Regions from separate parts of the Sus scrofa genome. Here region 2 is linked to region 1. A link is a contact called in public Hi-C data. All regions are on one chromosome and are shown on one strand. Each heading gives the region's core, a stretch centred on a gene start, on an enhancer-like site or on the middle of the called end of the contact. The rest is flanking DNA. Distances are from core to core; before and after follow the strand shown.

Region 1 (6,593 bases), core at 2,559-5,058:
ATTAAATATTTATAATACATTGTGTGAGACAGTCTTGTAGATGCATAACATTTTATAATCTAATCCCATGCTGCTATTAATCTGAGATACCGTATTTCTAACAAGCATCCAGGCAATGCTGATGCTACTTTTCTGAAGACTATACTTTTCAATAAAATGACATAGAACAAGAGGTATTCTATGGAGATCTGAGAGAGGGAGAATAAAAACAGTGACATGTGTGGTGCTGGTGATAGAAGAGAATTTGGCTTCTGAGAGTCAACTGTTAGCTCCTTAGAATCTATCATGATAAAACTCAGTTGGGAAAAATCTGTCACTAAGAAGTTAACTATGGCACTGAGAATATTATATTGAAGTAAATCCACTACTTAGAGTCGGAGGTAGCAAAATTTAAAAGGTCCAGTTACTAGGTCTTTCCTAGGTGTATATTCCATTTTTCATCTAGTGTTCCCATGCTTAGTTTCTTACCTTTTGTACACCCATTTCATAATCCATATATTTCAGAAAGTCCTAATTGTTGCAGTTCTTAAATTATCAGCATTTGTTATAATTTCCTTTTTGTGTGTGTATCTTTTTTAGGGCTGCGCCTGTGGCATATGGAGGTTCCCAGGTGAGGAGTCTAATCAGAGCTGTAGCCGCCAGCCTACACCACAGCCACAGCAATGTGGGATCTGAGCTAAATCTGCAACCGAACCACAGCTCATGGCAATGCCTGGTCCCACTGAATGAGGCCACTCACCCACTGAGTGAGGTCAGGGATTGAACCCACAACCTCATGGTTACCAGTCAGGTTTGTTAACCACTGAGCCATGATGGGAACTCCAATAATTTCCTTTCTGACCCAAAAGTTACCTAAGAGCATTTGAAAAAGTGTGTGACTTCAGCATTTAGACTTAGTTTGTAGGCTTTTTTGCAATGTGATCATTTGTGCTTTCTAGAAATTTAAGTTTTCCCCATACCCTAGTATTAAATAATTTAGAAATGTTTCTGTACAATATGAAAAGAATGCAAATACACACACACCTCAACTATTTAACAACTCCTTAACCATCTCAACTTTTCATTTTTTGTCTTTTGTCTTTTTAGGGCCACAGAGCTGCATATAGAGATTCCCAGGCGAGGGGTGGAAACGGAGGGATAGCCGCTGGCCTATGCCACAGCCACAGCAAAACCAGATCTGAGCCATGTCTGCGACCTACACCACAGCTCACACCACACACAGCTCACGGCAATGCTGAGCAAGGCCAGGGATCGAATCTGCGTCCTCATGGATGCTAGTCAGATTCATTTCTGCTGAGCCGTGATGAGAACTCCATCATTTACTTGATTAATAAGTATGAACTCAGAGTCCAATAACGTGTACATCATTAAAACACTCACATCAAAGTACTGAACATTTGTTTTACATATGAATGCCATTTATTTACCACATAAAGCTTCTTAAATATCACAAGAACTTATATTTTATAAGCTTGAGTTCTAATAAAAATATTGCTCCCTACATCCATTTCTATGACTTATAGTTTCCATTGTCTTTAAACTCTTTTATCCTTTGTTTTATACTAATGTATCCAGGGTTAGAGATTGATTTTTGATCCAATTTTAATCTTTTTGGTAGGAATATTTAACCAGTTTATGAGTGAAATAACTTAGCTATATTCCTGTGTCAATCTAATTTCAATGCTTTAATGCTGTTTTTCACCACCTCCTCTCCAATCCAAAAAACTGGAATGTTTTCTATTTTTATTTGTTATCTCATTTTCAAATTTACTAGAATGAGCTACTACATGAAGCAATAGGTACTGATTTTCTGTAGGCAAGATGTATATAAAACAAGGTTTTAAACTACTACCGCCCCCCAACCAGTGATATGGGAATTTTTTTTACACTACCAATATTACATTACAGACAAATTTGCTATTCCCCCCACCCTCGGTATTTAAAAATAGGGAATAGCAAATTTGATTGACAGGTTTTCCTATTTTGTCAGATTAACATTTGATATACCGTTATTCTACAGGTTCTGTCCACAGTGACAAAGTCCTGTTATCTACTTGTTTAGCTTAGGAACATGGATATCTTTATCTATATTATAATGCTAAAAATAAAACTATTCATTAAATGTTTGGCATGCCTTTTCACAATTTAAAAGGACCTAAACTGAAATTTTAGACAGGATTTACAAATTTATTTTTGCATTTCGTTTTGTAACTCTATGTAACAATTTGACTTTAATGCTGTTTAACTAGTTTAATATTTACCGGTAACTTTCTCATACAATTGCTTCCTCGAGGCATTTTAATTCATGTTGTTAGCTAAATATCATTTAGCAACTTTGTCAAGGATTGTACTTGAAAGATGCAATTTCTTATTTTTTAGGCCTGCACCCAGGGAATATGGATAGGAGCTGCAGCCTGCACCCCAGCTCAGGGCAACACTGGCTACTTAATCCACTGAGTGGGGCCAGGGATCAAACAGCATTCTTGGGGATACGCCTTACTTGATGGGTTCTTGCCTTACTTGATGAGCCACAAGGGGAACTTCAAAAGATACATTTTCTTTACCCCTTCATGTCTTCCAGCTGCCTTGGTACAGAAATGATAACTTGGCAGAGTATATAATACTTGTTTCAAAATTATTTTTCCTTAAAACTCTGAAGACATTGTTCCATTGTTTTCTGGCACTTAAGACTTGCAAGTGAAAAATGTGAAGTCAGCCTGACTTTCACCCATGTAAAGAAACTTGCTTTCTCTGGATACTTGTAGAAGTTTTTCTTTATCCCTTCAAATTAAAAATATCACCAGGATATGTCAGGGTGTTGCTTTCATTAAATTTTAATGATACCCTGTTAATTTTTCCATTTGCAGATCTGGTTCCTTCTTCAACTCTGTAGATTTTTCTACGATTAGTTCCTTAATTATAGTTTCAGCTTCATTTGATTTGTCCTGTTTCAGGTATTCCTATTATGCCAAGATTGTACCTCCTGGACAGGCCCTCTAGGTGTCTCTTCGCTTTACTTGATTTCTTTTCTTTTTTTCTGCATGCTGTAAAAATTTCTCGTTTGGCTTAACTTAAGTAAATCGATCTCCTGCCCCATCAGGCTTGCACATTTCCGTTATCTCAATTCCCTGATACTTTTCAAACGCTCTGACAATAGCTTCTTTATCACTGAGATTAGGTCTTTAAACTCCTGTGTTCTATGATACTTAGTCCTTATTATCTCTTCTGTTTCCATCGCTACAGGCGTTTCAAGAGGCGGCATTTTCTCAATTACTTAGCTGTTTTTCTTCGGAACTGCGGTATTATAACCTTGAAAATAATAAACAGAACTTAATTCCCTACTGTTTGATTTACGCAGCACAAAGATCCTCATTCATACTTATTAAAAGTTTCACTGAAATTTTTTTATTTTTCCTTCTTACCTTTTGAAAAGAACTTCCTAGTAATGGAACCAAAAACGAAGATTAAAGGACACGGTCCGAGGTACCCAACAAAACAAAAAGAACATCCAAAATGGTTTCTACAACGTCATCTTTGCGCGCTTCACGGCCTGGTCAGCAGACGCAACAGTAGCTTTACTGCCAAAAGCGCTCTAGCGACGGGGTCAACTGCAGGCTGCAAACTTCAGTCGGTTAAGCCACACCCCCACAAACCGTTGCGCTCCACCCCCGCCGCCCCGCCCCGCCCCGCCCCGCCCCGTCCCATCAGAGCGCGTCACGCGGGGGTGCGCATGCTTAGTACGCCATTCTTCCTCCTCGCTCCTAAGGCTCGGCTCAGATCCGGTACCGCCTTGAAGGCGGGGCTGGGTCCCAGCTGCGGCCAATGGCGCCGAAGGTGAGGGTTGAAGGGTGGAAGGTGCTCTGTAGCTGGTCGTGCTGGTTTCTTCCCGCGCGTGTGCTGGGCTTACCTGGTCGTCATGGAGGCAGTCTTGACCGAGGAGCTTGATGAGGAGGAGCAGCTGGTGAGAAGGCATCGCAAAGAGAAGAAGGAGTTGCAAGGTGACGGGGAATGGGAACCTAGAAGACGCCAGGGCCCAGGGAAGGGCGCGTGGCGGGCCAGTTCCGGAGCTGGATCTTCCGAGGCTTCTCCAGAGTAACCAGTAACTTCTTCCCTCCCGCCTCCCCTGGGTCCCATAATCCCCCAGATCTTCGGAAGCTGCTTCTTAAGTCCGCTACCGTCCTGGTGCGGGTGCCTGGAAACACCTGGAAACTACGAACTTGGACACAGGGCCCTCTCCCAGCTCCATTTCCTATTCCTTCCCTAGTTCCTCAGAAGGGATGCTTGAAAGATTTAAAAACTTGAGTCTTTTTTTTTTTCTTTTTACTCCTACCACACCAAACTGACGGTTGTGTTACTAGATTTTATTTGGGGTTGGGGGGGCAGTCCATATTTTTCTGGGCTCTTCTCTGTAACTATTATGTAATTACTCTTCTTGCTATTATAATTACTTCTAAACCCTCCTCTCTTACCATCCTCTTATTGTTACTATTTCTTGTTTCTTCTGAATCCCTGGGTTTTTGATCTAATGATTTTCGTGGCTTTCCAGCCAAAATTCAGAGTATGAAGAATGTTGTTCCCAAGAATGACAAAAAGAGGAGGAAGCAACTCACTGAAGATGTTGCTAAGTTAGAAGCAGAAATGGAACAGAAACATAGAAAGGAACTGGAGCAATTGAAGCTGACTTCTAAGGAGAGTAAAGTATGTGAAGTAATGTTCCTTTTTTGTCTACAGCATTTGATAGCAATTGTGCACTTCTCTTAAACCGTTTACTTATATATAAATCACAAAATTGGAGGGAAAGAAATCTCTCGCATCACCTTTCTGATATTTTTCTGACCAGATTTACATGAGTGTGTTTTTTAAGGGAGGACAGCAAAGAAAGTCCACTTCTTTAACTGTTCACTTGCCCCAAAGATGAACAGATTGATAAGATGGACTAGAGGAAGCTTCACCAAATGGAGGTTGGAAGACCAGTCTTCTAGACTTGACATTAAATAGGATTGTAACCTGGGCAATTGGTTATTGGATTGTAAGCTGCTTAACTTTCTTGAGCATAAATTTCTTCACATTCATATGATATAAATATTACTGATTTTTTTTTTTAAGCAACCTCTCCTTTTAAGGAGGAGAGGTTGCAGATGTGGCTTGGATCAGGTGTTAACTGTGGCTGTGGTGTAGGCCAGCAGCTGCAGCTCCAGTTCTACCTCTAGCCTGGGAACTTCCATATGCTCCAAGAGAAGTAGTAAAAAAAAAAAGTTCTTTATTAACAATTTGTAATGAATGGAAATGTATTGACGTTTCTTGGTTAAATTGGAGTCTGTTAACTATCATCATTTTAGCTAATATTTATTTCATCACCGTAGCCATGCACAATGTATTGTCTGCAATACACTTTAACGTGTTACATGTGTTATCTCATATAATTCCCACAGTAACACACTATGAAGTATTACCTTTGAAGTAAGTGTAGATAACCCCCTTTTTCAAATGGGAGACAGACTCAGATTAAAACCTTTGTTCTGATTTTATAACAGCTATTAAGTACCAAAGCCAGAGTTCAAAATCAGAACAGTCTTACTCCAGAAAGTGAATACTGAATTGTTACCATCTTATCTGGTTTATTGCATGGGTTTTAGATATCAAAGATCCTAGACCTCATAACCTCACTCCTGTTTTTGATAGAAAGTTCCTATGTACATGCAACATTTTATCTACCATAAATAAATTTTATTTTATTTCATTCCATTCATTTTTGATCTGCTCCTAACAGGGAAAACAGCTTATCTGTATTGATTTACAGTGGTTGTTATAATAAATATAGTCTTATTTTCTTAAATTTTTAGGCAGTCATCAAGATCCTGGCCTTCAGTGCCTATAACATATTCTCTTTCCAAGTAACAAGGCATAATGCTTCAGGTGTTTGTGTTGTCACAATCAGCGTATTCCTAATTGTCTCCCTATCTTTTCTAATGGTGAGATAGTTTTGTTGCTTTCTCAGGCCTTTCAAACTTGAGATTTATCTCCTAGGTTTCTAAGGACAAAAAAAATATTTGATAAGCTACATATTGTTCAAATGTTAAGATACAAACTGTCATTTTGTTTTGAACTATTATCTTTTTTTTTTTTTTTAACTGAAACCCCTGAAAGTTACCTGAATTCTTTTGTCATTGCTTTCTCTTTATTTTCAGATGCTTTTTTGTATTTTGCCTGTTGTCATTATGGCCATTTGTAAATGTTAGCAAATTCCTCTGAAAAATCTAGGAATCCTAATTTCCCTAAAGTTGATAAGCACTCTTTGAAGCCTTAATCTGATTTTGATATTTTGATCATTTGGGCCATAACCTTGGAGACTCTTGTTATTAGAGGCCTTAATATGTATCATGTATGTGTCATGCTAAAAACTAGTTTAACTTATAGTTGCAGTATTAAAATACCAGCTGCTAATCCTGTTATAAGTCTAGTATCTTTTTTCTAGAGCAAACACATAATGGTTATGTGATGATTAAGATTCATTGTAATAATGATAATTATTTTACACTTACAGGGTTTTTGTTTTTTTTTTTTTTTTTTTTTTTTGTGCCACACCTGCAGCA
Region 2 (6,593 bases), core at 3,018-5,517, 1.3 Mb before region 1:
TGGCTAGGATCCACATTGCTGTGGCTGTGCCGTAGGCTGGCAGCTAGAGCTCCAATTTGCCCCCTACCCTGGGAACTTCCATATGCTGGAGGTGTGGCCCTAAAAAAACAAAACTAAAATAAAATAAAATAAAATGACATCATGTTCAATTTTAGGACTGAATACAATTAGAGTGATAAAAAGAGAAACATTATTGTGCTAACTGCCAAAATGTGTAGTTTTCACACTTAATAATAACAAACTCTAATGTCATCAGAGGTATCAGATGTTTTCTGATATTTGGGAGGAGAAAATGTAGCAAATGTGCCCACAATTTTAGTAATATGCAGTACATGGGTAACATGCAGAACATTCATTGTTATGTAATTATGTGTTTTTTAAACTTACATGATGCTTTTAGACCAAAAAATAGAAAAGACTGGAATGTTTTTAATTCTTGCACTTGTAGTTTTTTAAGTGGTTTACTTTTCATCTTTTCTGTCTTGTTTCTTATTTAAGAGCCTATGAGAAATTTCAAGCATGTCATTTCAGGCTTCTACATCCCTAAAATAGCATGTACAGGTTTAAATAACCTTTATTTATTGGAAAATGGAAAATATAACTGAATAGAATTTTACAGAATTTTGAATAGAGGAATTCAACATGCAGATGTGATTCTTGTTTTTTTTAGGTTGTTTATTTTTTTAAGCCTAATGTGAACAATTACTCTCATTTATTTTTTTGTTTCTTGAAGTTCAGCATCAGTATTCATCAGGCATTCTGTCTTTAGCCATTCATTATGGGCATAAATTAGACAATATCTGAATGACTAAGAATACATACTTTTTTAAACTATATAATGGTGAAACTATCATGAAAGTTAAAGATTTGAGGTTGAGATAAACAAACTGAGGTCAAATATTTAGAAAGTTTGCAATAAAAAGAATTTAAGCATTTAAATGAGTTTAGAAGGACTGAAATATAGTAATCAGCAGACAAACAATGTATCTCAAAAAGGAATGAAGACAAGTATGTGGAGAAACAGCACTCTCATTTGTCTGAAGAAAAAAAAATGGAAAAATTTCAGAGAAGATCAATTCAACAATACAAATCAAAATTACAAATGAACATAACTATTTGGCCCATCAATTCAGCTTCTAGGACTTATACATGTAGATATAGTTGCACATGTATGAAATGACATGTGTAGAAATTATTTATTGCAGCATTATTTGTAATAGCAAATACGTGGAAACCATCAAGTGTCCATCAATGGAGGATAAATTATGGTATACCCATCATTAAAATAGTTGAGGAGACTTTTTATGCATTCATATGGAAAGATATCCAAAAAAGATGGCTAAGTGAAAAACAAGCCAAGTGAACAGACATATAGTGTAACCTAATTACATAAGACATAATATATATCCACATTTATTATTTATTTGTATTTAAACCTATGAATTTTTTATTGAAGTATAACATACATACACAGAAAAGGACACATTGTGTAAACTCAGAGAATTTCTATAACTGAACATATCCAGTTATGGCACCTAGGGTCTAGGTCTTAAATCAAGAAACAGAGTATTACTATCACACCAGAAGCCTCATCATGTCCCTTCTAGTTAATACATCCACCCTACAAGAATAACCATTATCCTGATTTGTAAAAGCATAGTTTTTGTATTTAACAGAAATTGACTCATAAAATGTACTCTTCTGTGTCTAGCTTTTTTGCATCCAGTATTATGTTTTTGCATTTGATCAGTATTGTACACTGTTCAATATCATTGCTGTTTAGTACCCCATTGTGTTAATGTGTCACAAATTACCCATTCCATTGTTTATGGATATTTGGGTAATCTCCATTTAAAGCTATTATAAATAGCACTATGAATATTATAGTATATTATATATATAGTCTATGCATATGCATGTCCACATATGTAGGCAAGGAATTGCTGAGGATATATGTACCAGAAATTTTAATAGATTCCTCCATGCGGTTTGCAAAACTGCTTATACCAACGGACATTCCTGCAAAATGTATAAAAGTTCCAATTGCTACAAAATATCACCCACACTTGGTATACTGTCTTTTTAATTTTAGCTATTCTTGTATCTGTGTAGTGATACTGCACTGTTTTTTAACTTGTTCTCTGATGACCAATAATGTTACGCACCTCTTAACATTTATTTACTATTCGCTATTTAGATATCCTCATTTGTGAGGTATCTAGGTCTTCTGCTTAATTATCTACTGGATTAGAACCGTGTAAATACATTTATTTTCTAAAGTAAACTTAAAATATAATTAAAAATAAAAATTATAGAGCTCTATGCTGCATGTTCTATCCTTCTTAGAGATTTATAATATACTACTATTTCAGAGCTTTAAAAAGTCTTAAACTTTTCACTACCACAATAGTTTGGAGAAATGCTGTTTCCATTCCTCTATAATTTTTATTTTTCATAGAATTAATAATTACCTCATTTTTTCACTTGCTTATATTTTTAAAAATTCTGTCCAGTTTTATCACATATATCATTAGATCTATCAAACACCTATGAATGTAACTACCCAAATACTCAAAATTAGGTAATCTGTAATTCAATTATTTTAACTAGTTTCTCTTCTTGGAGCCTGCCCTCCTCCTGCTCCAGTGAAAATGGATTGCTCTCTAATTCTGCCACTTACCTTTCATCCTAATATTTCCCTTCATATTCTTCTGTTCTTGTGTTCTGAATCCTATGTCATTTTCTTTTTTTGTTTTACTCTCATATTTTGTGGGAGCACATCTTCTAGAAGCTTTCTTTAAAAAAAGGCAAATGGATGGAAAATAAATGTTTGCGTCTTTATATATAGGTGCAAATGTTTTTATTCTGTTCTTATACTTAATAGTTTGACTACAGAATTCCAGGCTGAAAGCTACTGTCCTTCAAAATTTGAAAAAAATCTCTGCAGTGCATTAGCATAAAATCATTATTATTGAGAAATCCAATGCCATTCTAATTCCCATTCATTTTTTTGTTTCTTCCCTCCGAAAACTTTTGGAATCTTTTCTTTCTTAGGGTTCTTATCTTTTTATTGATGTGTTTTAATATGTATCTTTATGCAAACTATTACATTTAGAATTAATAAGCAATGAGGTCCTACTGTACAACACAGGGAACTATATCCAATTTCTTGGGGTAGAGCATGATGGAAGACCATATGAGGAAAAAAAATGCACATATAAGTATGACTGGGTCACTATGTTGTACAGCAGAAATTGACATAATACTGTGTATCAACTATACTCTAACAAAAAATGTAAAAAATTTTAAAGATATAGGTCTTTTTTCATTCACTGTGAGGAGCTAATGGGCCCTTTCAATATGAAGACCTTTGTCCTTTGATACTGGAAAAATTTCTTAAATTGTTATTTTGATCATTTCCTCTTTATTTACATTTTACTCTCTTTGGAACTCTTTTTTAACTGGATGAAAGAATGAAAGGAAAAAGTTTTCTGAGCACTTTTTGAGCAAAAAGCTTATTAAGTAATAAACCACAGATTATCAGACCATATCTTTGAAGCTAGACATTTTATTTTGAATGATCAAATTTTAAAACACTCTCATTACAGTTTCCATTTATTGTAAAATGTAACATTGCCACTATCATTTCAGACAATACAAAAAAGGAAGCACCGATTCTCTTTAGGCAAAAATCTCTCATTGAAATCAGGCATTCCTTATTACTTTTGTCTTAGAATTCATTAAATGTCTGGCATGATCTTGGTATTGCATATATTTGCACGCACACTTTGCAAAATAGTCATTTCAGTAGAAAAGTGTTTAAGGTAAAAAGATGAACAGATGTTTGCAGTTTTTTCTGACTGACATTAAACACTGTTTTCTTCCCAGATCTATAAGACAAGCGTTTTCAGTCTTACCTGGAATCAGAGGGAAGGAGAGACTGAAGGTTATTTTTCAATCTCTGTCTATAATTGTGGACTTTGGGGGTGGGGGAAGGAGTAAGAGAAATAGGTCTCATAGTGAACTAAACAGCTGAACTTTTTGTCGGGGTTAAACTCCGACAATCCACCCCCTCAAGACTGAAGTAGCTGGAAGTAATGGAAGATTGGAGTTCAGATAGGCAGGTAAATTTACCCCTATCTGACTCACTGGGTTCAAGAGCTGAGTCCTGGTTAGTCACCACTGCATTCCCTCAAAGCACATTCTGCGCAGGCGCACAGTCCTAGTTGTCAGTCATCACACCCGCCCCGCCACCCCTCCGGGGTTTAGCGACTCCCGGAACACTCGGGGCCCAGAGGAAATTCCTCCGGGGTAAGGGGGGGGGGGGGGGGCTGCTGCCCGGTATGAGGCTGCAGAGAGGAACTGTGCCCAAAAGCAAACTTTCCAAACCTAGCAGGTGGGGGGAGAGAAGACAAAATTGAGCGCCTCTGGTTCCCTTCCCCATCCCAAGCCCGCCCGTACCCCGCCGAAGCGGCACGGGTTTTCTGGGCGCCACCAGGCAGAAATCCTGGCCTCATATCGAGGCCGGAGCCAGCTGGAAGGACCGCGGGCTGTACCGGGGCCCTCTTCGTCGCTTTAGCGTCAGTCGCTGACGTCGACTGAGAAGTCTAGGGAGGGAGGAGCCCCGAAGGGCGGGCTCTGGTGGCTGCGCCTGAGAGGAAGCTCCTCCTCCACCCGCCCAGCGACCCCAGTCTCTAGAGGAGTACTCGGGCTCGGGAAACGCTGCGGCTTGGTGTGGGCTGCTCGGGGAATGGATGACCTCGTGACCTAGCGTCCAACAGCGGGGAGGGCTGGCCGCCCCGAGCGCGCTGGGACGGAGCCGCGGGAACAGCGGGCACACCCGGAACCGGCTGGTGGCCGAGTGCCCGCGCCGCCCGCCACCATGAACGAGGAGGCCATCTGCAGCGCCCTGCCCACCATCCCGTACCGAAAGCTCGCTGACCTGTGCTACTTGAGCCGTGGCGCGTCCGGCACCGTGTCGTCCGCCCGCCACGCAGACTGGCGCATCCAGGTGGCCGTAAAGCACTTGCACATCCACACCCCACTGCTTGACAGGTAAGTCTCCCCAGCGGTTCCCCCGCGGAGTCCCGAAATGTATGTGCCCTGTCCCCTCTGGCTCCAACCCTGGGCTGGCGGGCTCTTCTGCCCAAACGACGGTGACCATGGAGTCGGCCCTACCATTCGTCACTGCTAGGCAGCCCTTCAAGGCTCAGGGCTAACCTGATAGGGAAAACTGGCTTCTCTGAAGATGCAGCAGCCATCGCACTTCTTTTCACAGCCTTCTCTCCTTGGCCTTACTTTCTCCAGGCACCAAAAATCTGCAGTCACAGCCCAACTCTAAACGTCCTCTTTACTGAAATTGGATTTTGTTTGCTTTGTTTTCACCCCTTCTTTTCTGTTTTTGTTGTTGTTTTTTGGGGTTTTTGGTTTTTTTGATTTTTTGTTTTTTTGTTTTTGTAGATGGGTTTCTACCCAATAGGTAGCTCTTAACCATAGGTGGCTTTTGAGCACTTGAAATGTGGCTTTCTGAACTGAAATGTGCTCTAAGTGTAAAATACACAGCAGATTTCTACCACTCACTATTGAAAAAATTATATATATCATTAATACTTTTATATTGATATGCTAAGATGATATTTTTGATACACTGGGATAAATATATTAAAGTTCATTTCAGGTGTTTCTTTTTACTTTTAAAGTGGCTGCTAGAAAATTTTTAATTGTGTGGCTCACATATTTTTATTGCACAGCATGGCTCTAGAGTCAGGGATGTTTCAGTTTTGGCTTTTTATTGTTGTTTTGGTTCGCTACATGTAGTCATGAAAGTTTAGATATCAAATTCAATTCAGTTTGGTTTCTACCCTTAGTCTCACAGAGAAGGAAGCCTGTCCCTAGAGGAAATACATATTGTTTTTTGCTAACAATAAACCAAAATCAGAAGATGGTTATATGACCAAAATTTTTGAATGTCTTTCAAATCCAGCAACAATATTAGTGCAGTTGTCCAGTTTTTAAGGGACAGCTAGCAATGGTTTCTGTTTCCAGAAAAGTCTTTGAACCATATGTATTAGTCAGTGATCTAGTCAGCAGTCTTGTGTATTTTCTTTCCAACAGGAATTTAACTAGGCCCTGTATTCAATTCTTAGTGAGTTAACATTCATGATTGCAACATTCTCCTCTCCTCCTCCCTGTGTCTAAAGTGAAAATACATCATGCTAGATGCCTGATTGGCCAGAGGCTGTAGGCATCCAATAGCAGATTAATTCCTCAGCTTCAGCACTGCTAATATTTAACTTTCATCTGCCTGGGGCTTTTCTTTGCTCTCTTGTTGTCAGGCTTGGATGGACTAGATCTTACAGTAAGTTTGAGACATCTTTAGATATTTTTCACACTTTTTGTGTACCATAATCCAGACCTACTGATATACAGGGTGTGTTTATCCTGGGCCTTGAATTCTGTGGAGCAGGTCCTGGGCAATGTTGTGTATGTGAATGTAGTCAGCTCTGAAGAGTGGTGATTGATTAAAGAAGGCGGACATATTTTAGAATCAACTGTTTTAAAATGTAGAAGTCTAGTACTTATGTACTCATTAG

Evidence for each region. A called contact is a pair of places that touch in the nucleus more often than the background predicts.
Region 2: a Hi-C map of liver shows a contact between it and region 1, with 8 times the contacts expected there. The contact joins the promoter of RIPK2 here to the promoter of OTUD6B in region 1. A contact is called at or near these places in 1 of 47 Hi-C or Micro-C datasets (liver) and 1 of 2 datasets of contacts at active chromatin or transcription factors (alveolar macrophages).

What each region holds. Positions count from the first base shown.
Region 1 is chr4:45,790,485-45,797,077 of Sscrofa11.1, reverse strand. OTUD6B (OTU domain-containing protein 6B) reads left to right here and starts at 3,808. Exons shown (of 8, transcript XM_003125574.4): 1 at 3,808-3,903; 2 at 3,905-3,998; 3 at 4,547-4,698. The coding sequence starts at 3,823. LOC100516731 (a long non-coding RNA gene) reads right to left here and starts at 3,641. Exons shown (of 3, transcript XR_115866.4): 1 at 3,423-3,641; 2 at 1-3,309.
Region 2 is chr4:47,072,807-47,079,399 of Sscrofa11.1, reverse strand. RIPK2 (receptor-interacting serine/threonine-protein kinase 2) reads left to right here and starts at 4,267. Exons shown (of 11, transcript XM_021089139.1): 1 at 4,267-5,055. The coding sequence starts at 4,883.